Linked DNA regions of Columba livia: region 2 is linked to region 1. Evidence: chromatin contacts called from public Hi-C data. All regions are on one chromosome and are shown on one strand. The core of a region is the stretch at or near the end of the contact, and the rest is flanking DNA. Distances in the headings are between cores, read along the strand shown. Region 1 has its middle 9.0 kb from the start of NAPG. Region 2 overlaps APCDD1 (APC down-regulated 1).

Region 1 (2,573 bases), core at 20-2,519:
TGTACTGTGATATATATCTGTGACATCTAAATCTAAACCTGTTTCACACAGAATGTATATATTTAGTATAAATGACAAAATCAGGAATTTTGTTTCATGTGTTTCATAATGAGCCACTTCAGCTGGGGTTCATATGATCTATTTTTATATTTCTGTGCTCCAGCGTGGAGGCAATGTTTAGATATAAACCCATACATACCCCAAACAAGATGATAATTTCACAGCAAACTGTTAAGAGTCTTCTACTTCTCTAAACTGCACTGCACTTTAGCTTAAGGTTATGTAATACCGAAACGTACCACTCCTGTTTGGCACCACCCTAAATGTTTCTTAATACGTGTTCAAATAGAGCCCTCCTGTGTTCGCTAGGTTTCATTACAACATCCTTTAAATCAGGGATCACGTCTTGATCTATATTCACCAGACTGAGCTCAAGAAGTGACAGACAAGCTCCTCAACTCTGGCCTTTACAAAACATGGACTGTTGAATTCCACTTGCCAAATACTGTATCAAGCTCCAAAATCATATCTTTTAAGAGAGATTTGGGTTTGATTTAAAGATTACAATTGAGAAAGAATTCACCACTAGCTCTTAGTTAATCCACGGTTCAGTGGTAGCCATCATAACTCACAATAGCTTAATTGTTATTATGAATATGACTTATTATATTTATGACCCATCCCTGCATGGTTTCTTTATTGAGATATCCAAAACCCAACCGGACATGCTCATGAGCAGTCTGCTATAGTTGACCCTGCTTTCAGCAGGGGAGTTAGACTAGACCATCTCCAGAGATGGCTTCCAACCTCAATGAATCCATAGTTTGTGTTGAATAGTTTGTGATGGAAGGGACCTTCAAAGGTCATCTAGTCCAACACTCCCTGCTACGAGCAGAGACATCTTCAATTAGATCAGGTTGCTCAGAGCCCTGTCCAGCCTGCCCTTGAATGTCTCCAGGGATGGGGCATCTACCGCCTGTCTGGGCAACCTGGGCCAGTGTTTTACCACCCTCTTTGTCAAAAACTGCTTCCTCATGTCTGGCCTGAATCTCCCCTCCTTTAGTTTAAAACCATTGCCCCTTGTCCTGCCATAAGAGGCCCTGCTAAAAAGTCTGTCCCCACCTTTCTTATAGACCACTTCTAAGTACTGAAAGGTCACCATGAGGTCTCCCCAGAGCCTTCTCTTCTGTAGGCCGAACAACCCCAACTCTCTCAGTCTGTCCTCATAGGAGAGGTGTTCCAGACCTCTGATCATTTTTGTGTCTCTCCTCTGAACCTTCTCCAACAAGTTCTGTCATTCTATAATTCTTCACTACTTTTTCCATATGATTTTGAATCATATGTGCAATTTTCCAAATGACGTGGGAATATGTGGTATCCTTCTTGTGGTCCAGAAGCCACAGGTGAAGTGAGGAGCTGCACTTAAAATAGTTTTTCCTCCTGCTTTTCCTGTAGCCTCTTATGCAACTATGTGGAAAAGATTACATGTTCCATGCACCCATCTGTGCTTCTGTTTCTATTCTGCAGCCTTTAAACCATCCATAAGAGCATGTATTTTGGTATCATGGGACACCTTTACTTTATTTTTGTATCATGGGACACCTTTACTATAAGCAGCACTTAGAAGAAAAAAAGGAGAAGGAAGCAGCCACCAGTTGAAAGAGCAAAATCAAAGCCAGAAACCACATGAAATAACAGGAAAGAGAACAGTGTAAGAAGGTAGGAGGTAGAAAGCAAACACACATAATTGGGAAATGACAGAGTGCTCTGCAATACTGTGGACAGAAAAGTATGTAAGAAGCATATCCATCACAGGAAAGACCTGGCACACAGAACTGTAGGGAAACACTACCTTGATTTACCTTTTCTCATCTGAAGGTGCATCTGTAATCTTTATTAACAGTATATGTATGCAGGGGAAGCAGATTTTTAAGTACTGTGATTGTTCCTTTTTTAGCAGGTTTAGAGACAAGAAAATACATTTTGCAGCTTAAAAGGAAGAATTAATACTTGATTCATTTCTACAGTTCTTGAAAATAAAAAAAAAAAAAAATTGGGACCTACCCCCATGTCATAAATTCCTTTACCAGTTTAAGAGTAAACATAAAGAATATGATTTTTACAAGGAGGCTTTGATTCCTCCTTGAAATTTTCCCACTACTGCTTTCAGAGAAGATGACATTAAAGGCAATTACATTTAAGAGAATTCACTGTGCTCACACTCATATGTTTTTTACATATGAGAAACAGTTTAATTACGTATCTGTGGATAGTCCAAAGATATGCTAACCTGATCTTCCAGATTACTTTCACAAAATACTAGACATTTTCTTTTTTCAAGAGAAAACCACAGTTGGGTTTTCTCCACATGCACCACAGTAATAAACCATATGTTCTCTATATAAAATTGAGGAGCAGAAAACAAAGTCAATGGTTTCATCAAAGTCACACAGAAAGAAAAGGTGGTTTATTTGAACTGAATTAATTTAAAATATTCTGTTTTATAGAACTCAGGTGAAATACAAAACTTTAGTTAGACTAATATGAAAAAAATGAATGTGACTTGGAAAGTA
Region 2 (2,573 bases), core at 25-2,524, 270 kb before region 1:
AGAGATTCCTCTAGTGCCTATTGCATAGGTTCAGAAAGTCTTGCCATGTTTGTATGGCATGCAGAAGGGGCTACAGGGACAAAGCTTCATTTTGGTGCTTCTTAACTCTCGAAAGCCTGACTTCAGATTTCTTCTAAGCGAAGTTCCTGTGATTTCTTTTATCACTAAAGCTCCTGTGAATGGTGTGCTCCCCTGGTAAGGAGAGAGCATCATGTGGAATGAAATTGTAGTGTTAGCCTGATCCTCAGGGAGGACTTTAAAATATCTTTAAAAAGCTGTATGTGTATTTTTATTTTCTGTGTAAAACCATGGACTCAATGGAGAAACTCGTTCATAGAATCATAGAACGTTGGGGATTGGAAGGGACCTCAAAAGATCATCTAATCCAGTCCCCCGATGCAGTTTAAGGGCCAGTACGTGTTTCCTGTTAATTTGCCCAGTTAACCGGGCTCTGATGACCCTTTAAGTGATGGTGGTGTCACCCTCTTTGCCTTGCTGGCACTGCTCTGTTCCGTAGTTGCTACTGTGCTCTCTCCTAAGCGATCTGAGTTAATTGCTATATTCAGACCAAGGGACAACGCGCTGATTCTCCACTTCAACCGCGCTTCTGCTCATTGTTCGCGGTAAATGGGACTGCGAACCTCCCACCTTGTCTGGTTTCGGTCTCCCCGCTGCCTCTACCCGCTGTTTTTTTGGGGGAAAGCTGGCGGTAGGAAGAAGGCTGAGGAAGGCCGCCAGATGGCAATGTCTCCCCGGCCCTCAGCGCTCCCGGCTCCGGCAGCCACTCCCGGCCCGCCCACGGGCTTTGCCTGTCTCTTGGTTATAACCATGAAGGTATTCATTGTGTTTGCTGGAAGATATGGTTGTTTCCAGCAATGCCTTATCGGGTAGTTAGTAAAGCTGCTGTCTGTCTATCTATGCTTGTGTCTGTCTAGCAAGCATCTCTTCTCTGGATGAAGGTATGTAGTAGGTCAGATCCCAGACTTTTTCCATGGGTGGAATTGCAGAATTCAGCAGAGTTAATCTAAGAAATATAATTCCTAACAACTCCAAGAACAAACTTTTTACCCAAACTTTTTTTATTTCTGTATTTGAAGAATGCACTATCCTGCATAGTTTGCTTGCCCATTTTCCAATAGACTGTCATGGAAATGACAGTGGACAGGGTCCAATGTGGTTCCCATGGGAAAAGAATGTTGGGAATTGTGTCTACCTGCTTTAGAGCAGTGATCACGGGCAGTTCCCGTGACTGGGAGACACGTAGAAATTAATTACTGTTCTTGAGGCTTGGCAGCGCCACAGCTAGAATCCGTGCGATGGACTGGTCCTATACCCTGGAGCAGACTTGTGATGAAGAAAGGGTGGGGAGAAGGTGCTTAGTAAATAATTGCTCAGGCCAACAGCGCTGTTTCCTCAGCTATTTAGGGTCCCTATGGTTTCATGCCTTGCAGCCATGTTTGTTTCTGCCTGATTCACCAGTGGAGTGGAAATTTTGTTTCTTCATTTCCTTATTGTTATTTATTGCTGTCAGCAAATAGTAATTTAAAGACATCAACAGTGATTGCACCAAAGACGAGGAGACTGGAAGGAAAAAAATTATTGGCAAATGCTTTCTAGTAAGAGGAAAAAATATGGAAAATAAATGAAAAAATTCAGAATGAGTAGTGCTGGTTTTTATTACCTAGCCTACCCTGTTGTGTCAGGAGTGAGTATATTTTGCCATGTATAATCTATTTATGCCTGAATTCATCCGTACCCACTACTTGATGTGGAAAGAGTGCCACTTCTTCACAGGCTGTGGCTACTGCATTTGGACTGCCTTGTAATTTAGGGCATTCTTCCTGAAAATCAAGCTCATCTTTCAGGGGCCTCCTGAGTTGCGTCTGAAACCTCAGAAATCATTTGACTCCCAAGCTTTTGATGGTGATGGTGGAAGTCTCATTGGCTTCATTTCACATCTTCTTTCTTTGTGCAAGTGAGGCTGGAGTGAAACTGCACAGCACTGAAGAAAGATACTCTTGTTATCCTGTGATTTTCTTTCCATTCTCAGTAAATTTGAGGTTTTTCTTCCTGTTTAAGAAAAGAGTCTCTTCTAATCCCAGCCCCCCGGGTTGTAGCCCTTACATCAAGAGAGATGGAATAGCAGGGCAGTGATGCTGTTTTGTTTGCTTACTTCTCATTTATGAAAAATATTTTGTTTCTTTTAAACCACTGTCTTTATCCTGACAAAGATGCTCTGGCCATATGCTCTTTGCAAGCCAATGCTGTTGTTACTTGCTGGGCATTTCCAGACCCTATTTTAGTCAGAGAACCTAAAGATGTGCTGTGAAACCCAAATCTTCCCACTTGTATTCATCAGAGCTGTTTCTAGTGACATGTTCTCAAGCAAAAGTGTTTTCTTCTCTATAGTGTAAGAAATGAGCTTTTCTGTGCACAAGTTACTGAACAGAGGGATTTTTGGTTATTGCTTTCTGAGACACCTGTAATTTTTTACAGGTAGAAAGTGAACAGAAAATTAACGTGTAGGAGGCAAAGAGATACTTAATTTTTCAGTTAGTCTCTTTTATTTCAAT

The links. Hi-C and Micro-C count contacts between places; a contact is called where the count stands out from the background.
Region 2: a Hi-C map of crop shows a contact between it and region 1, with 4 times the contacts expected there. The contact joins two enhancer-like sites. A contact is called at or near these places in 2 of 2 Hi-C or Micro-C datasets (crop and liver).

Annotation. Positions count from the first base shown.
Region 1 is chr2:108,098,152-108,100,724 of bColLiv1.pat.W.v2, reverse strand. No RefSeq gene overlaps it. Among named protein-coding and RNA genes, the nearest start is that of NAPG, 9.0 kb to the right of the region's middle. Within about 2 kb of position 1,269, at least 1 of the 3 cell types and tissues checked has an H3K27ac peak away from gene starts, as active enhancers do.
Region 2 is chr2:108,369,477-108,372,049 of bColLiv1.pat.W.v2, reverse strand. It overlaps APCDD1 (APC down-regulated 1), which reads right to left. Exons shown (of 5, transcript XM_065053131.1): 5 at 2,542-2,573. Among named protein-coding and RNA genes, the nearest start is that of APCDD1, 35 kb to the right of the region's middle. Within about 2 kb of position 1,274, at least 1 of the 3 cell types and tissues checked has an H3K27ac peak away from gene starts, as active enhancers do.